Linked DNA regions of Gossypium hirsutum: all the other regions are linked to region 3. A link is a contact called in public Hi-C data. All regions are on one chromosome and are shown on one strand. The core of a region is the stretch at or near the end of the contact, and the rest is flanking DNA. Distances in the headings are between cores, read along the strand shown.

Region 1 (3,340 bases), core at 189-2,688, 110 kb before region 3:
TCTACCTAGTCCAGGCCAAATATGAGAAGCAATGATCTTCCCAACACCAATCATTGTATTGAAAAATAGTTAAGAAGTGAAAAGAATAGCATTAAAGATTGTCACATTGGCCACAGCTCTGGGAATAACAAAAACAACAAAAGCAATGAAGCATGCTTTAAAAATAATGCTTTTATCCAACATGTCTTTCTTAAACTCAAGTGAAAATCCAACCATCAAATAAACTAGTTCAGCAATGCAACAGACCAACAGTATAAGTATACGCATACCCTTCCTTCAATGAAATCTTGTGTTCCTATATTGACTACAGTGCAGCCAATAGCCTTGGCAGAGTTGAGACATAGTGTATGGTTTTCATTTCTTTCCCATGGATTGAGCAGTCTCTTAGTATTAATAGCCCTTTCATCAATGGTACCCGGAACTGCTACATTTATCAGTTTGCTGCATTTATTTTGTATAAAAGCTTCAAAAAAAATCTTCTCCCGCTGGCATAAAAACAACAAATCTAATAGTTTTAAAAAGGTAGAAAGAAGGATTTACCAAAGAAGAACTCCATCTTTAACAATCTCAAATAGATCATTTGAGGACGGATCGATGGGTAAGTATTTGTTTAAGAACCCATCTTGAGCGAGATAATTATTGATATGGGCAACGTAGGATGCCTTTTCGGATTCGCTTATGGTGTGAAGCAGAGTAGTTGTAGCTGCCTTGAGGAATGCTGATGAGTTCTTTGCTGGATTTCCTGTTCTAGAGCTTGCATGTGCATGAAGTTTCAGATGAACCTATCCACACAAAACACAGTGATTGATAATCCACTTTCCAGGAAATTTTGAAAAAAAAAAGGTTTTCTGAAAAGTTACTTCTGAAACAACAATCCAAATTCAAATTTTCATAAACTTGAACTTTAAGAAAAAAAAAATATATTAACGATAAAAAAAAGGGATTGGAACACCAAAAACAACAACAACAAACCTTCAAAAAGGACTCGAAATCGACCTCATCGTTGAAGTTAGGATACAAAGCAGCGATAAAATCTGTAGTTTCTTGGTCACTCAGATTCTCTCCCACAGCTTTCAATCTGGACATTCTGGATGCTAAGTCTCCCAGCGTTAGTTTCCCGCTCTCTCTTCGCATACTAGTAAACTACCAAAAAACAAAGTGTTAGTAACTGCGATCAAAAAAGAAGGAGAAAAATGAAAGAATCGTTGAGTTACATGAGATTTTAAGCTACGAAGTTCGACTTGAGTGAACTGGTTTTGCAGGCATGCATCTGAGACCAAAATGCCTACGTAACCAGACATCTTTGTTTTTATTTAGATCAGAATCTAATGACAAATTTTTATGTTTGGCCTGAGTTTGTGAAGAAGGAGAAGAGAAGTGGGAGTTGTAGCTGGTATTGGCAAGAGCAACACTGCTTCTGACAATTCATATTATGACCATTCTGTCCCCTTTTTTATTTTCTTTTAGGATAAAGTATGTCTATAGTACTTGTACTTTTTAAAAATTAGGAATTTACTCCTTGTACTTGTATTTCTAGAAATTTAGTTCCTCTACCATTTAGATTTCAAAATTCATATACAACTATTATCACTCTCTGTTTTCTTATATAAAAAAAGAATCACTCACTTGTTACCCATGTAAGTAAAAAAAATGTTGTAATTAACCTGAATTTAACCAAAAAAAAAAGAGTTAACAGTATTAACAGTTAGATGAATTTTGAAAATCTAAAAAATAAAGAGATTAAATTCGTGAAAATACAAGAACTGGGACTAAATTTCTAATTTTTAAAAAGTACAGAAACTATATGCATATTTTAACCGTTCTTTTATTTATTCAAATGAATAGTAACTGTGGGCCTTTGCCCTTCGAACCACTCGGAGTTGGAAGGATGGATATTGGGTCCATTACGCCTTCCCTTTTCTGTTTTTAGAATTCAAATTGAATGTCTATTTCGCCCACCATCTCTAACTGTTGGTTCATATTTTAAATAACAGGTAATTCGTGTCTCCATTGTTAGGGGATTTAAGAAAAATGTCTAAGCCAGTTTAAATTTTAAAACCTTGCCGAGTGTGATTTTTACTAAGGTCACATAATTCGTGAGGGCGGTTTATAGTGTACGGAGTGCAAAGAGATATTAAATTAAGGTTCATCCATACTATGGACTGTGAGGAAAGCCATTAAGATTAGTAATTTGAGAAGGTTAAGGCGGCACATGGATAAAGTTCTAGTATCTAGTTTCTTGTTTATCCCATTCATCTTGGAGGAGAGGGAGAGCAATTTGAGTGGGCCTTTATCTCATGATTACTTTCTTGTAGAGTTTAATCTCATGGTTCATATAAGGTGTGAGTCGAATGTGACTTTCTTGAGGTTGGCAAGCCTAGAAGTTGAGATCATTAAATGAGATTGAACATGATGTAATGGTTATCCTAGAGGACATTATGGCTATACCTCTCCCATATCTGTAATGGTGTGAGCTTCATTCCTAAGGTGTTAAGAGATATTTTAATATAAGGATATGATATTTGTCCCCTTAGTTAAAAAGAAATTTATAAAGTGAGTTTCTATGAGACTATCAGTAGGGGAATAAGGTGGCATCTCTTTAGTGAAGACAGAGGCTATTGTTGTTCGAGATATTAATGTTAGGGTTCCATGATTACTTGTACAGTACTTTCAAGTTTTCAAAACTACACTTTTAATAAGCATAGTTGCTTGCTTTGACGTGGTGTCGTTTAACTAACCAATAATTACACAGCTTCTAAAAGTTTCCTATTGTTATATCCCTACCTTAATTTGGACTCGGTTGAACCCTCTATTGGTATTGTTACCTTGGCTTCACATTCAATGTGGACTAAAGGAATGTTCTCTTTGAGAACCTTGGTTGTGTGGGTTGGAGCACTCTTAGTGTTATATCTTGGTTGTGTAGGTTGAAATGCACATTTGTGCAATGATTATATAAATACTTGGTGGAGTTGGATGAAATTCTCGAGTTTTTTAGTCCAGTTTTACTAAGGTTACGAAGGGCCTAATAAGACAAATGAATTCAAGAATGTCTAGTAAGATACAAAAATTGCACATTTGTAAGTACGAAGATAAAAAATGAATTTATGAGATTTATGAAATGAAGTGAACTAAAATGTGCTTGTTACTCTAGTTTATAAGATGGATGAAGTTGACCATCTCGTTATAAAATATGCTTATATGATATTACTTGTCATTTTTATTTTAGAAACTACCTTGATGATCCTTGTTTTAATTGTGTTTACCTTTGCCCATTGAGTAATGATCTGTCGTAATTTGATATGTCAAATTAGGTTCTCCAATACACTTGAGGAGCTTATTC
Region 2 (3,543 bases), core at 6-2,505, 86 kb before region 3:
TCTTGGAGCCTGGTTAATTTATAACAAAGTCAAAAGTAAATAAAGCTTCATTTTTATACAGCATCCAAGTGAACAGCGAACAAATTCGAAACCTGAACTACTGCATCTAAAAGCTTACAACATCTATTTTGCAAAAGAGGTATTCTACACTTGAACCTTAAAAAATGTGACCAATGCACAATTAAAGTTGCTCTACCTTATCATCTTGGTCCTTTTCAGCAACTTGGATCATGTAATCTAGAGCCATCATGAACCCTGATTCCATTTCGTCAACCCTTTTCCCAATTACTCCTTGTGCAGCTAACTCAACTGCTACCTCCTCAGATGCCTCATCCATGTTCATATCTTCCAACTGAACCAACCATGCATATCAGATAGTCAAGACAGAGATGCAATTCGCTAATCACTACAGTCTTTGTGAAGATTGAAGAAGAGGGATTCAACTTTCTAAAGAATGATTCACAGAAAAGCCTGATCTGAAAATAAAAATTGGTTTATAATAGGATGCAAACAATACAAATATAAGTCACAGAGATGCTAGCTACTGCCTGGTACATAAAACAGGCAGCTAAAGTCCTAAGTCACAATTCAACTACTGTTGCAGCTTAATTGTGGGGTCTGTAGACATGTCTTGAAAGTTTTCATAAGCATATTAAAACTGCCAACTAGTGGTGTAAATTTGTGGGTATTAATGCCCTTAAAACCAGTATCCACCACAAATAAATTCAAGCATCCTTCAAAAGACAACCTCTTTAAAGGATAGCAGTAAGGAAAGAAGAATGGAGAGCTTACAAGGGTAATAATTTCTTCAAGAACAGAAATGACTTGGTCTCCTCCTTTGAGTAAAGCATCATACTGAGAAGAATCTAAGTTCTGACTGCCTTGAAGTTGCTGGGTCTGGGTTTTATAAGTTCGTTCAAGTTCTTCATCAGGATAGCCTCCACCAACTTCATAGCTGGAGGACACGCGGCAGAAGAATTGCTGCTTCGTTACCTTGAGTTGTTTTATTTGGCAATGGAAGTGGGGGGTAGAGAAGCTAAAGGGGACTGAGGTGGGGAAGAAGAGCGAAGGAAGATTTGGAGCGGAACAACTAGGGAAGGAGAAGAAGACACTGCTCTTCAACATTTTCTATCGTGGGGGGAAGGGGTTTGGGTTTTGGAGAAATACCAGAGGACAAAAAATAAAATAATACATATCCTAATTCAGGTTCTTATAAAAAGGTCAAATAAAATTATGAAAACAAAACGCCGTCTGTGGGAATCGAACCCACGACCACATGGTTAAAAGCCATGCGCTCTACCGGCTGAGCTAAGACGGCGTTGGGTTCTGAACGCATTTACACAAGTAACAGAAAGATAAATATGAATGTAAAGTCGTTTGGAAAGCGAAGAAACAAAAAGGGTCCATTGTTTTATAAGAACTCTCACTTTTTTCTTTTTTGTGTACAAGGGCAAAAAGTAAAGCACAAAAGCAGTACAATTAGTGCCATGGGATATTAGAACAACTAAGTATCGTTCTCTGTATAAGAAAGTCCATTGAGTGGTAACTTGTCTATATATGTAATCGGATATGCGTTTAAAGGGTGCAAATGTTTCCCATAAGTACTTTATCTTCCTATGCATCGTAGGCTGCCTAGCGATAATTGACATTTTGTGGGTAATTTGGAGAGATTCCAATTTCATCAGGAGGTGTTGTAAGAGGATAAATTTGTCGTGAAATTTGGAGTCCCTACGTAGGCACGTACTCATGATGGATGAGGTTGAAATTTCTGACCCTTCCAAGAAAGCTCATAGTTTGATTGACTAGAAAACATATGCCATCGTAGCATCTATTTCTATTCAATGAAGGTTCATCCTCAATGATTAGATAGTCTTTAGAAAGTCACCTAATAATTAGATTTGGTAGTAATTACTTATAATTATATTATAATTAGTAGGTTTTATTGAATTGGTTGTAATTGGAACACTTTAATTACACTCTTCAATTCTTAGAGAATTGTTGAGAATTGGGGTAATTAGGTAGGTAAATTATAAGCAAATATCATTACTTTATAATTTTTCAAATACACATGCATAATTTAAATTTAAGAAATTATTTTTATTTAAATTTTTGTAAAAAAAACATTTTATACTATAATAATATATTTTAATTTTAGAACATATATTTTATATTAAAATATAATTATATATCTATTATTGGATAAAAAAAGTTTTTCCATGAAACACGTCAAGCCAAATATTTCAATCAAATTTTGATCTAATAGCAAATTAAGTTTATGAAGACTATATTATAACATCTATATTATTTTTGTATGAAGACGTATATGAAAATTCTACAATAAAAGTTATAAAATCTTTATACACTTCATAAAATCCTTCTTATAAAGGCTATATACTCTTAGAGGACACATTGTTCATGGATTTAAAAGTGATGATGGTGCAAGTTTTTGGAGTAAATTTTCTCAAAATGATATGATAGATGATATATTGAATAGTGTTCATAAATTAGAAGACACAATTTTATATGATATGACGGAGTTTTCGATCATAATATAAGCTACAAAAAAGTGAATTAAGGTAATCAATAGAAAGGGAAAAGAATGTTTAATGGAATATCCGATTTTGAAATCTTATTTGAAAAGAAATAGGATTTCTATTGGAAGCAACCTGGCTAAATTCGTTGATAGATAGACAACAATTGTTTGAGGAACAAAGAGACTACAAGAACCTAAAAACACTTCTGCAGAAAAGTTAATGCCTTTATAATGCAATTAGAATTGGGTGATAAATGGATTTTAAGAGCTACTGATATTCTAGTATGTGAGGGAAGAAAAAAAAGGATGCTTCAATATCTTGGTTTACTATGGGTGATGTTAGGGAATAATCTAATAAATATGAGATGTTAGAATTAGCGGGGAGTAAAACTCGATTCAATTTGAAAAAAATTTAAAAAATTAAATTAAATTTTGAGTTATTCAAATTATTCGAGTCAACTCGAATAAGTAATTCGAGTTTTGAGTTCAAATCGAGTTGAATTTTACAATTCGAATAATTCAAATAACAAATAGGTGTAAATATCCTTTTGGTCCTTGTAAAGTTTGAAAATAAGCAAATTGGTCTCTTTCTCAACAAAAATTACTAAATAATTCAAAATAATTTTTAAAATTCAAAATATTTATAAAAATTCCAAAATTTATATTATCTAAAAAAATTATAAAATTTTCAAAAAAAAATCTAAAAAATATATAAAGAAAGTTAAAAAATTAAAAAATTTCTAGAATAATAATTTTGGGACTTAAATAAGTTAATTAATGATTCAAGTTTATCACGTTAAAATATTATTATTATTATTTTGCTTTGAAAATTTTTTCAAATATATATGGTTTCATATTTATGTGCTCTAACATGGAATTAGTTATACCGTAACAGAATTTAAATTTGACATATTTAATTTTTTAATTTAACTCGAACAATTTCACTTGATTCGATTCGATTCGTCTCGACTTGAATTTCATTTCACTCAACTCTATTCGAAAAAAATTTC
Region 3 (3,586 bases), core at 1,078-3,577:
CCCTACAGGCTTTGCATTTCAATGCTTTGGTATGGTGTGGTTTAAGCTCCTATGAGCTATCTGGTGTGGTATAGTTTACTCGGGTATCCAACTATATTTTACTAGGGTTCATTGGGCGAAACGTCGAACTCAAATCTTGAAATCAGAAAATGAAATAAAGTGATTTTTTGGCAAGCTATTAAAATGTATGAATTGAAATGGTATGATCTTGTGAATGAATATTGTTATATGATATGATTTGATGATATTGAACTATATGTGTGTATATAATTCATGATAAAGAAAGTATATAAAAGATTATACAAACTGGTTAGAATCAAGCTTGAAAGTGATAGAGCTATTAAGCTTGAAAGTGATTAAATTGGTATAATGAGATTAAGTATTCAATTGAATGAATAACTATGTATAGGTATATGCTTATAGATGAAATATGAATTGAATAAGTATGATATGAAATGAATGGAAAATGGTATGGTAAGTACTAAAAAGTATGGTATGACACAATCATATGAATTTGTCAATGAGAATATGTTTCAATTGGGTATGCTACAAATGAAAGAATTGGTATCCTAATGTTGAATGTTAAGACATGGTAAGTTATGTGCAAAAATTTTTGTGAATTAGTATGCAAATTGCTATATATATTCATGTCATATATGAATGCAAACTATTGGCATAATTGGTATATGTGAATGAGTTAGACATTAGATTTGAATTTTATTGTGTGCTTTTGCTATTATAACTTTGACTTGAATCATGAAAGTACCACTGAGTTTTATCGCTCAATGTACGGTTTTTTTATTCCGTGCACATGTAAAGGTGGATTGTGAGGTCTCGATAAGTAACTCAGCATCCAATTTGTAACCTCAGACTCAGTAATATTTGTACAGCCCCTTTTTAATTTTGATATATGGCATGTACCTAGGTTTCAGAGTCAGTTTTATATTGATATGGTCAAATTGAATTCATGATTGGCAATGTAGTTTAATTTTAGTGCAATGTAGTTTATACTTATATGAAATTGATATACGTGGATGGAAATGGTTTAAATGATTTGACATGTGGAAATTGTCATATGTATTAAAGTTGGGATAATGAATTTGTGTAATGTATATGTATAGATGATACTAAAGGCTAGAATTAAGTATTTGGGAATGGTATTCTTTACTGAAATGGTACAATTGTGGTATTGGTTTGTTTATATAGGTGATGCAATTTGGTACCATTTGAACCATTTTGAAACAAGCGGTCATGTCGTGACGTTGAGCTCTTTTCATCATGACAAGAAATCACCAGTGAGTTACGTTGCGACGAGGAACTGTCGAAGCCACAACGTCAACCTGATATTTTACAAACTTTACAATTTGGTCTTAATTCGACATCGGGTTAGCAAAAGAGCTTTTGTAAGCTTGTGTAAGACTTGAAAATGATAGAAAATCATATTGAGATTAATTAAAATTGTTAATAGCATATATAAAAGGGCAAATTGAATCGTAGTTGCTCCAACAACCAATGTGGCATCCCGTAGTTCGAATTCGGCGATCGAGTTGGGTATGGAGTGTTATAAGTTCTCTATTTTGCTTTTCTATTTGATTAGATATTTTATCTCTCTTGATATTTTCTCTTTATTTTTCACTTTTATTAGATTATTTTAGAATAGGTTAAATTTTGATATCAGTTACTATACTTTGCAAAAGTTGTGGATTTAGTCCTTATACTTTTATTTGATCAATTTTAGTCCATTTACTTTTCGAATTGGTCACTTTTAGTCCTGACCCAAAGAGTAAAAATTAAATTCGTTTCGTTAAATTCAATTACTAGTCTTGTACTGCATGTACAGTTGTAGATTTAGTTCATTTTCTTCAATTAGATCATTCTAAGTTCCTATACTTTTCGAATTTTGAAATTTGAGCCTTGACACAAATGACAATCATTAATCCATTAACTGGACTTTTAGTGAGTAATATGTAGAAATAATATGCTAACATGACATTACACATATGATAATATATTCGTCACATCAGATTTGAAAATAAACATAACTTTACTTAATAAATTTAAAGTTATTATTTGCTGGGGACTGAAATTTTAAAATTTGAAAAGTATAGGGACTAAAAAGACCAACTAAAAATATAGAAATTAAATCAACAACTTTTACAAAATACAAGGACTAATAGCATAATTTAAGCTTTAGAATAAAATTCTTATTGTTAGATTTTAAAACAGGTAAAAGATCTAGAGTTTGACCCAAATAAGTGGACTGAGATAGATCCTGTTTGGGCCTAAAGGCAGATTTGCCCACTATTTCTTTTCATGGCCACTAGCAAAACGATGGAGTTTTGAGCCGTCCTAAAAGTGGAACTGAGAATCGTAAGAAGATCAATTGGAACCGTGTTTCATCTTTTATTCAATTTGATTTACGTGTTAATTCGGATAGTAATATGTTTGGTTCGGTTAGACTTTCCATGGCTTAAGTTTTTTTCTTAAAGTTCAATTTAATACCTATACTTTCTTTTTTCCATTTTAATGCCTGAATTTGGCAACTAAAAGCAGGAAATTTAGGCCATTTTTTTTCTCAATTTGAGAAATATTTTTGATTGGAGACCAAAATTATATTTTAAATTTTTGAGAAACCAAAATATAATTTAATCATGTATTAATTTTATCATTTTTGAGGGGCTAAACATTTTTTTTTAATTTTTGGGGGCAAACTATAATTGTACAATATATATATCAAGTTTTAATTTAATCACTTAAGAGGGAACTATATTATAATCCTTTCATTTTTTGGAAGGAGGGACATGTTCGCCTCCAGTAATTGAGATCTCTGAATTTAGATTTAATCAATATTTGATGGCATAATTCTTTTTTTACATTGTGCCACACTATCACTTGAATTTTTTTTTTTTAAAAATCAGATAATATCATCATTTTTTTATTTTCTAAATTGAATGACTAAAATAGACCTAATTACTAAATTAAAATACCAAAATGAAAAAAAAAACATAAATATCAAAACTCTTTTACATTAACCTTCTAGTTTATAAGTTAAACAATTATTCAAATCCAACCAAAAAGTATTTTTATTTCGGAATTAAAAAAAGTTAAAATACAATAAAATTTTAATTTAGAAGGGATGGATATTTGATTTTAAATAGTATTCAATTATACATTTGTGGTAACGAAAAAAAAACTTTCTTCAATAATTAGATTTAATTTTCTATATCATTTTTTGTAAAGCCATCGGAATGATATTTAAGCATTCGCCAATTCAAGTTTTGGCAACACAGGAGATGAAAGTGGTTGACTAAATAATTAAAGATGAAGTGCCTTTCTTGGGATCCAAGCATTCATGATTAGCAAGCTGAAATGAATGTTAAACAGCCTAATGTCTTTCTTTCCCTATTCATTCACATGTAAATAATCTAGGCCTTGATTCCATTATATGTGCGAAAATCTGGGGAATGGGACAAGCAAAAAAGGTGATGGCAGATTTAACAGTATATACCAGCCCTGAAAAGATGAATAGGAATGTTGTTTGAAATCTTCCCTTCTGCAAAACAAAACAGGGCATCGTATCTCGAAA

What was found. A called contact is a pair of places that touch in the nucleus more often than the background predicts.
Region 1: a Hi-C map of leaf shows a contact between it and region 3, with 2.4 times the contacts expected there. The contact joins the promoter of LOC107954657 here to the enhancer-like site in region 3.
Region 2: a contact with region 3 is called in a Hi-C map of leaf, with 1.8 times the contacts expected there. The contact joins the promoter of LOC107954656 here to the enhancer-like site in region 3. A contact is called at or near these places in 14 of 34 Hi-C or Micro-C datasets (callus, fibers, hypocotyl and 3 more).

Annotation. Positions count from the first base shown.
Region 1 is chrD07:33,038,079-33,041,418 of Gossypium_hirsutum_v2.1, reverse strand. LOC107954657 (fimbrin-2) reads right to left here and starts at 1,438. Exons shown (of 14, transcript XM_016890281.2): 1 at 1,215-1,438; 2 at 973-1,143; 3 at 541-782; 4 at 270-441. The coding sequence starts at 1,301.
Region 2 is chrD07:33,014,943-33,018,485 of Gossypium_hirsutum_v2.1, reverse strand. LOC107954656 (protein PEP-RELATED DEVELOPMENT ARRESTED 1, chloroplastic) reads right to left here and starts at 1,255. Exons shown (of 8, transcript XM_016890280.2): 1 at 793-1,255; 2 at 197-352. The coding sequence starts at 1,125. It overlaps TRNAK-UUU (transfer RNA lysine (anticodon UUU)), which reads right to left and starts at 1,318; the gene lies at 1,246-1,318.
Region 3 is chrD07:32,930,407-32,933,992 of Gossypium_hirsutum_v2.1, reverse strand. No RefSeq gene overlaps it. Among protein-coding and RNA genes, the nearest start is that of LOC107954655, 4.8 kb to the left of the region's middle. Within about 2 kb of position 2,327, at least 1 of the 9 cell types and tissues checked has an H3K27ac peak or open chromatin away from gene starts, as enhancers often do. A contact at or near this core is called in leaf, where this site is marked.